Regions from separate parts of the Anas platyrhynchos genome. Here region 2 is linked to region 1. Evidence: chromatin contacts called from public Hi-C data. All regions are on one chromosome and are shown on one strand. The core of a region is the stretch at or near the end of the contact, and the rest is flanking DNA. Distances in the headings are between cores, read along the strand shown. Region 1 overlaps HS6ST1 (heparan sulfate 6-O-sulfotransferase 1). Region 2 holds the start of HS6ST1 (heparan sulfate 6-O-sulfotransferase 1).

Evidence for each region. Hi-C and Micro-C count contacts between places; a contact is called where the count stands out from the background.
Region 2: a contact with region 1 is called in a Hi-C map of subcutaneous adipose tissue, with 2.0 times the contacts expected there. The contact joins the promoter of HS6ST1 here to the enhancer-like site in region 1. A contact is called at or near these places in 3 of 8 Hi-C or Micro-C datasets (F1 follicle, skeletal muscle and subcutaneous adipose tissue).

Annotation. Positions count from the first base shown.
Region 1 is chr9:17,618,629-17,623,190 of IASCAAS_PekinDuck_T2T, reverse strand. All of the region lies in intron 1 of HS6ST1 (heparan sulfate 6-O-sulfotransferase 1), which reads left to right. Among named protein-coding and RNA genes, the nearest start is that of HS6ST1, 34 kb to the left of the region's middle. Within about 2 kb of position 2,495, at least 5 of the 8 cell types and tissues checked have an H3K27ac peak or open chromatin away from gene starts, as enhancers often do. A contact at or near this core is called in F1 follicle and subcutaneous adipose tissue, where this site is marked.
Region 2 is chr9:17,653,222-17,657,783 of IASCAAS_PekinDuck_T2T, reverse strand. It overlaps HS6ST1 (heparan sulfate 6-O-sulfotransferase 1), which reads left to right and starts at 2,550. Exons shown (of 2, transcript XM_027463893.3): 1 at 2,550-3,464. The coding sequence starts at 2,947. LOC106020114 (a long non-coding RNA gene) reads right to left here and starts at 4,038. Exons shown (of 3, transcript XR_002406465.4): 1 at 3,929-4,038; 2 at 746-792. It overlaps LOC106020112 (a long non-coding RNA gene), which reads left to right. Exons shown (of 4, transcript XR_005267778.2): 4 at 1-102.

The DNA.
Region 1 (4,562 bases), core at 1,246-3,745:
CTTCACCAAATGTGGTCCTTTGAAACAGTGGATAAAGGAGATGGAGAGGGGGAAGAAAGCAAAAACAAAACCTGGAGCCCCATCTCTACAGTAAATACAAACATGGAATGAAGCCTGCACCTGCGCTGTTTGCTTCCTTCTCATTCTTTACCTTATTTTTATTTGTGGTTAGCTAGTTGTCTCTGTATGGACAACTGCAGTCCAGACTACCTGGTGGAAAACCTGGAGTTTGATAAAGCAGGCAGATGAGGCACAGTGGAGCAGTGCAACCATTCTGCAAATGCTCCTGACAATGATTCTTTCCACCTACTGGAGCAGTGTCTGTGGTAGATGGAATGTGCTGTGCCATCTTGTATCCCAAAGGCAGAGTCACTGGGCTAATGTACCATGCGTGAGATCTTAATACAGCATCACCAGAGGATTCTTAAACAGCCACTGCAACAGGAGGGAATGCCAGCATCACGAAGAAAATCAAGCTCTCTTGTGCCAACTGGCTATTAAGAACTTGTTGAAAAATTCCAATTCAGAACAACTGCACCACACTGTGCCCTGTTAGAGAGCTGGGCAAATCTGGGTTCCTTTCTGGAGGGCAAGGCAGCTTCTGAAAGAGAGAGGGGCTATTCTCTGTAACTGTAACAAAACTACGGGTTTCTTTGCCTGTTGGTAGATGGATATGATGATGAGGAAAAAGTGGCTTTAACTGTGTGGTCACTGCTCAGCCTTGAATAACTTGAAACAAATGAGCAACTTGCACCTGGTGGTTGATGCAGAGACACAGCAACAATGTGCTACCAGTCAGTCAACAGGTTGTTTAGTTGACGCATCGGTATTGGTACATAAATGTTTGCATGGATGAGTGTAGTAATGCTTTTTTGGGAAGAAACAATACTATAATGTCTGCTTGGGGAAAAGGCATTAGATGTTGGCCCTGGAATTAACATTAAAAGCTTGATATCAGCTCACAACAGTTGAGAAATGCATGTTTAAAAATAAGAGTCCTTAATTAAGGTCTTTTTTCCATCGGACATTACAGTGTCTAAAAATACAGTATTTTAACTCTGTGCCTCTTGCATAAGTATGAATACACACAACAGAAGCCATACAGGTACGTGAGTGTCCATCTTTGATTTCTTTATTCAATTCAGGACTTCAAGTAATGGGACAATTTATCATCTCGCTTATGCAGTAAGTTTTCTCCAGCATCTTATTGACCCAGTGACCTTTTTGTGTGGAATATCTTTTTGTTTTTTGTTTTGTTGTGAGAAAGAAAGGTAACTGGCTTTGTCTTGGAATTTTCTGGGTTGTCTTGAATTTTTTGTGTTCTCAGTTTATATAGCTGTGAGCACTGAATTAACATGTTTTGACAGTTCACTTGCTGCTGCAGCTCTGCAGTGAGTCCTCCTCACTGGACTGGGAAAGACTTGCTCTTGAAAGTGAAAAATAATAGGCTGAAAGCAAAGTTTTAGAAATTGCTTCCTGCTTTTTATCAATGCTTTACAAAGAGAATCTGAGTTTATAAAAGAGATGTGCATTGATTCAGAAAAATCCCAGCTGCCTCCTTGCCACTTAAATTATAAGAAATAATTCAACAAGCTGATTTTTTGGTTATGAAACAGCAGCCCTTATGATCAGTAACTCTCTGTTCTGAAAAGAATCACGACCTCAAACACACTTAAAGGGGCTGCAGAAAGGAGCAGTTGTACTTCAGACTTGAACACAGAGTCTGTGTGGTGTTGCTAGCAGATGTGGCTGCATTCCACTTCGAGCAGATCCTTTTTGTCTTGTTATGCAACTGCATTTCTTGACATAAGGTGTCTTGCTAAGCACCCACTGAATAGTCTCTAGAGATAAGTAAATCTGTGGTGGTAATCTTTGAAATCATGATCCAAAAAAGCCTATTGTTTGTATTACTGCTGTTCATTCTTTTCAGAGGTTACCACATGCACTGGTGAAAAGAAAAGTTGACGTCTTGCAGTCTAAACTACATCCTTTCCCTACCTTGGATATAGAGAAAGGTCTTGTGTTGCTGGAGGTTACGATTGGGTGATATCAGGAAAATGCATCATCAGCCTCATCAAAGATTAAATGGCATTGAAGATACAAGAGAATTTATACCCTTCATTCATGTCTGATTCATTGCTTGATCACAGATTGTCCTGCCTGTTGCTCACATAAAAAGAGGAGCCTGCTTTTCTGACACAGCTGAGTGTCATTGGGAGCTGGGTTTAAACAGAACTATTTTACAGGTCGAGTTTTCTTCTGCTTTCTTTTAAACACTTTGCTTACTGGGTGTTTGTATTTGCAGCTGAGCAGGTGATGATTCAAAAGAGAAAAATGGCAAGAAAGAAAAGATGAGAACAGCTACTTTCTCGTTTGCTTTAAGTTGAAGTAGGTATCCCATCATTAAAGTTACTGTTCCTTACTGCTGAGCAGAGGAATTACAGCAGAAAACTGAGTCAGCAAGTTTTCCTGTAGCAAAGGTCGAGGACTCCTCTGCCACGTGTCTGGTGCCTGCGCAGTGTTATGTTTATTGAGGGCAGATTTGGCACGGTTGGCAGCAGTGTGAGTTTGTCTGGTAGTATTAGCGAGAGGGTGGGCAGCAGGGCTCACTCTGTCTTGTGTCCCGTACATTGATAGGAAGCAGGAACATGATGCGTGGGATCCTTGGCTGTCTAGTGTCTTTTTTAATACATAAATGATGTAACCTTTCTGGTTTTGACTGCTTTATACTAATAGAATTAAAATAGCAATAGTGCTTCTTGTAGCTTCATTTCCTGTTTGAAGCATGCGAACAGTACAAGTCAGTGAAGCGGTGTTGGTGCTTGGTCATGATCCTGGTGCCAGGGTCTTACCTGAATAAACAAAATGCCCACTTCTATTTCAGTATGTTATTAGTGTATGTGGCCTCCAGCAAATAGAAAGACACAGCAAATGTGAGCTATGGAGGTGCTGATGAAAGGAAAGATGGAATTACTATGTTAGGCTATTTCCTTTGCCCTTAAAATCACCATTAGGTTCTGGATTTTTGATCAAAGATACTTCTTCTACCTAGGGCACTGCTGTGACTGCTGAAATCAAAACTTGACAGTGAGATACAGTATTTGGGGATATAATTAAATCTACTGATAAATGCTTTCAGTATTACTGGAACCCCGGCAGTGTGCAGCCTAGAAAGTGTGTGGGGTATTTGCATAACGTGGTTAAGATTTAGGGCAATACTGTCCACAATATATAGAGGAATTTCATGGATGCTTTACCAGTGTTAGGCACCTCTCCTAAATGGAGTAGGAAGGCACAGATGGATCATTCATCCTTTCAGTAAACAGCAAATAAAATAAAAAGCTTCATTGGGTTTTGTTTTCCTTCCTTCAGGCAGCAGCTGAATTGCAATTATACTCAGATTTTTCCATACTATTAGCAGGAGAAAAAAGTTGTTTCTTCTTATTCCAGTATTAGTGATTCAGACATGAAAATGTTTGTGTTGTTGTTGTTGCGAAGGGTTGTGTGGTTGATCCCACATGCATTGCTATCCGTGGCAAAGCTCCCATAGATTTCAATGAGAGCCAGGTTGTCCTCTTGCTGGGAACGGGAGATGCTGTGATCTGTGTGGTTTGTGACAGCAAAACTGTTCAGAGCCAAGGGACTGAAAAACAACCCACAAAAATGTGGAAAAACATATTACAAAAACATCCAGCTATCATATCTGTGGGCCTGGTAATAATTTTAGGGGAAGTAAACAATGCCAATGGACTTGGAAAACACACAATGATCAGTTAAAAAAGAAAAAAGGCACAATTATCAGAAAATTCTTCTCTGAGGGAAGAAGTCTCTCTTTTAAAAATAATTATTTCAAAGCATATCCAGCAAATACCCTAACCATTTGTGAAGTGTAAAATGAGAGGTCTGTGGCTTCAGTATCACTGCGTTTCTTCCCGGATGAGCTCTGTGGGTGTCCATACAGGTCCCCAGGCATGCAGGGTGGGCAGGGCAGGAGGACGTTGCTGCTCTTCTGTCCAGATGCGGAGGAGGCCCCTGTGCTGGACCCCAATCTGACAAACCTATCTATGCTTCCTTGTGCTCAAAGTTTCCTCGTTGTAAATGGGATTAATGATCTGCAGGCTGGCCGGCACAGAGTAGGAAACTGGGAGTAACCAGCACATTTTGAATTTGTGCTCGCTTCTCATGCTGGCAGGCATGAAGTAGAGCTAATTCTGTTTGAGTTTCAGCGCCTGAGCCAAAGTTTATGTAGTCCATGTCTCTTCTGTTTTGGTGAATAATCATCAAAACAAAAGTAATCAGTCTGTCTTCTTTTGTTAAAAACAAAAACAGCAAGTCATTGTGAGCACCCTTAGAATAGAACACGAGGATACATGGTTAGAAAGGAACACAAATGATTTTTAAAAATGTTAATGCCTTGCTGCAAGTAGAAAGCTTTGTCACAGAGTTGCAAACAGCAATTCTAAAGAAGTGAAGAATAACTTAAACCTGCCTTTCACTCTAAAGCTTTTAATGCATTTTCTTTCTTTTGAGAATGAACTTGAGGAGAGCAGGGATAATTCTCC
Region 2 (4,562 bases), core at 1,301-3,800, 35 kb before region 1:
AAAACACGTGGAGTCCATGCTGAGGTTTAATCTCCAAGCACCTAAGATGGGATTTACTTTTCCAGCCACTCCAAAATCCAACTTGCATCAGTTCAGATTGAAATGGAACATGACCTTCAGTTGTCGATGCCAGGGTGACCTCAGGCTTTTGCACGATTTTTAAACAGATGGCTTGTGAGTGTTAAATGTATATCTAATATAACCTTTGTGCTGGCCATGAAGGTGATGTAAAATGTTACGAATTCTGAGATGGAGTATCACTATCTGAGGCTTGCTTGAGGAACAAGGGACGTTTGGCAGGCTGCAGTAAGAGAATTTCCATGTGACTTAACAGGGGCTGTACAAACAGGGAAGAGACACAGTGGATCCCAGCGTACAGTTGAATGACTGAAAGTTAAGCCATTAAACAGATGGGGGCAGGATTTATGACAGGAATGGACTGCAAAACTTATTTGTCCAGCCTACAGTGCAAAGGATCAGACAGACACCAAAAAGGTCGAAGAACTTTTTCAGCGGGCTAAGGGGGGGATTTATGTTTGCATTTGCCTAGAAGAATGCAGAGAGATGAAATCTGAAATGTGTGCTCACGGTTTAAAGATAATAATACAAACTTTTTTTTTTTCCCCTCCAAAACACTTTCATTCTACATAAACATTTAGTTTTTAGGTGTCTCAGTGATTGCAGATTGTCACTCTCACTGCCTCACAGGAAACAGAGGTCTGCTCCTGGAGCTAGTCAGACTTACCATGATGAATCCCAGATGAGACACAGGAAAGCCTGGTGAGGTCTGGCCTACGAGAGAAAGATTGATCTTGTGATGAGCAGTAATGGCTAAACGCATGGTCTAGTTAAATTCAGAGAATAAGCAGGCAGAGGTGACAGTAACAACATGATTTTATTATTATTATTTTAATTTTCCATCTCTTTCCCCCGTTTGAAGTGGAAGTGCTATTTTAACTCTGCTCAGATCTTCCCAGGTCTAAATTAGCATGGATGCAGCACTTGATGTGTAATTCCCTGTGTAGCAAAGAACTACTTTGTCACTGTTTTCAGTGGAATTTTACCTTAAGTAAAAATAAGGATTGATTTAAGTATTTGCTTAAGTGATCATCTTAGGCGAGTCATAGCAGTAAGCAGCTTTGAAATACCAGCATTTCTGCCACACAGAATTAGCAAGGAAGGATTCCACAGCATTTCGGTAAAAATGAAAGCGTTGGTCCCAGAGCTTTGGTTTAGCAGCATCTCCTAGGCAGGATGCCTTGTACTTCTTGTGTGTGGGCGCTTATCAGAAAGACACATGCCTTCCCACCACTTCCACTGTGTTGGCTGTTCCACACTGCTGGGTGGAAGGTGCTGCAGCAAAGAAAACTGTTTCTCCATATTTTCCTTTGTGGTACGTTTATCTTTTATAGCCCATATTGGGCATTTCTAAGTATTTGTATGTTTACAACCATGGGCAAATACATTGCAATACTAAAATCTGGACTGCTTTTTTGTACTGTGGTGTATAGCCCAAATGTATACAAATCTCACATATATATATGCCTGTATTTCCCAAATCAAAATATAAATTTCAAACCTTTAAACTGAGTTCATACTAGGCTGCTGGATGCTGCCAAACTTTGTGTATCAGAATGACATCATTGTTTCTGGAGTTAGTAGCCTACATGAAAAGAGGCGAATCAGAAGCAGGCTTTTAAGAGGGAAATATCAAACAAAAAAATGGTATGAGCACAATATATGATGCTTTTGGGTGCTATAAACATTTTATCGTTACTTGTTTGGGAAGAACTGCATAACTCACTGGGGCTCCACAACTCGTGAGTGATGCAGCCATCTCCAAATCTAGCAGATTTATCAGTCATGGAGTTCAAATGAAAATCTGGGATCTCATTTCCTCCTAAGCCCTTAAAATTTGACACAGTGCTTAACAATGGCTCATCTACACACATGCTGTCTTGTTGCAAAACGCAACTTGAATTAAAAAGCATTATCTGCTGGGATTTTTTTAAGGGTGGGTGCTAAAAATCGAGGCAGAGTACTTAGAGTACTGGGAACAACTGTCACCAACAGAAGCAGGTACGGGGGATGCAGCATCTTAGCTGGAGATTTTGCTAGAAGTTGGCACTTGCTCCTATTATTAACTCGACACGGACTCCTGCCTAGGTGGTGGCTGTCACCTCACTCCCCCCTCACGCAGGGCACTGCCGCAAGCAAGGGCTGCACCTGGCAGCTGCCGGGCAGCGCTGTGCTTAACCGCTGGGGCTCCTGCACTGCGAGCGAGCCCCGTGGCAGCGTCCCCGTGGGGTGCGAGGCCGCCCGGCCGCTCAGCCCGAGGCAGGGCGCTGACAAAACTTTCCCGCCCCGACCCCGTGAGGGGAGCCGTGAGGGGAGCGGGGGCCGGGCGGGCGCGGGCGGAGCCGCGGGCGGCGGCGGGCGCTGTGCATGCCGGGCGCGGGCAGGAAGCGCTCGCTGCCGGCCGAGCCGAGCCGAGCCGGGCCGGGCCGGGCCCCAGCGCAACCGGCAGCGGGGGCGGGCTCGGGCTCGGGCGGGCTCTGCCGCGCCGGGGCCGGCGGGGCCGGGGCGCAGCGGCGGGATGGGGCTGGCTTCCTGAGGCGGGGGGCGGGGAGGGGGCTGGTTCTGTGCTCCGGTCCCTCTCCGCCCCCTCCCGCCCCTCCGCCCGAGTTAGCCGCTCTGCCGCGGCCCCTCCGCAGCGCCTGGCTGCGGGCTGCCCCTGCCCCGCTGCCGGGGCGGGCGGGGACGGCGAGGAGCCGAGGAAAGGAGAGGAGAGGCGAGGCGAGGCGGGGAGCGGCCGGCCGCCCCCGGGGAGGCTCCGCTGCGGGGCGCAGGGGGGAGGCGGCTGGCACAGGCGCCCGGCTCCGCCGCCCGCCCCCCCGGCACCGCCGCCGTCTGCTGAGCGCCGGCAGCCCTGGGAGATGGTGACACATGAAGCGTGCGGGGAGGACCATGGTTGAGAGGACCAGCAAGTTCTTGCTGATCGTGGCCGTGTCGGTGTGCTTCATGCTCATCCTGTACCAGTACGTGGGGCCGGGGCTCAGCCTGGGGTCGCCCAGCGGCCGCTCCTACGCGGAGGAGCCGGACCTGTTCCCCACGCCGGACCCGCACTACGTGAAGAAGTACTACTTCCCCGTGCGGGAGCTGGAGCGGGAGCTCGCCTTCGACATGAAGGGCGAGGACGTGATCGTCTTCCTGCACATCCAGAAGACGGGCGGCACCACCTTCGGCCGCCACCTGGTGCAGAACGTGCGCCTGGAGGTGCCCTGCGACTGCCGGCCCGGCCAGAAGAAGTGCACCTGCTACCGCCCCAACCGCAGGGAGACCTGGCTCTTCTCCCGCTTCTCCACGGGCTGGAGCTGCGGGCTGCACGCCGACTGGACCGAGCTCACCAACTGCGTGCCCGGCGTGCTGGACCGCCGCGAGAGCGCCGCTGCCAAGACGCCCAGGTACCGGGCCCCCAGGCCACCCCACCTGCCCTGCCCTGCCCTGCCCTGCCCTGCCCTGCTCTCCTCTAGCCTGTGCCTGGCACCTTCCCTCCCTCCGGCGTCCTGGCTGCTTTGCCCTCAGCCCCTGCCCTGCACCAGGTCCCCACAGAGCCCTTGGCAAACACACATCTTGGTGCCGCTTATGCTCGTTTCTAAACACCTTGTTTTCATCGCTCACCGCCTTCTAGCACCCACTATACCTTTGTAATCTCCTTTGCCCTGACCTGCGTGTCCCTTCCCTCCACCTGGAGCTGCTGTGGTGCAGCTGAGGTGCACACCGGTCTCACAGTCCTCACACACACATGCACCTAATCTGCCTGATGGGTTTTTGTGCATCGCAGAAACATCCCCTAAACACCCATTCCTATATTTCTCCCTGTAAATTTTGGTGAGAGACCTGCTGTAGGGAAAGAAGATACTCGTACCTGTTCCCTGTGGCCCCTCATCTGTGCAGCAGGCGAGTGGGAGAGCTGTCCTAAAGCACCCACCAGTGCCTCCCTGTTGGACACACAGTGTGTTCCTGCCTTCTTAGCCTATTATTTCTCTACCTTGGTCTCCTCATACGTGATGAGCTTCAGAGGAATTTTCTGTTTGAAGTACGCTGATAAAGACAGCGGCTTATATTAAAATCGCCAAAGATTATGTTCTTATAACTCGGGGTGCCTTTGTGCCTTTCACTGCAGGAGGTTTTGTTTAGCTTTTTTGTTGCTGTTTTTAAATTGATCACTTTCTTAACACCACACACGCCTTCCTTAACTTGTCTGTTTTTATCATGGCACTTTGTATCCTGTTTGCCTTGAGGTTCCATTCTTAAATGTATATAAAATCTTATCCTAACATATGCCATATGCCTTATTTATACGTGTGTTGTTAGTACCACACATAATCCCTTTACTGAAAAGTGACCTTTAAGAAAGTGTCTTTTAGCATCATAGCTGTGTTTTCTCTGCGTTTTTGAAGCTATTTTTAATCATTTTTCTTTCATTGGAGCTGTGGTGCTCAATTGCTGGGGTCTTTATTGTCTCTGTCATGATTGCTGCTGCTTTCAACCCGTTTTGG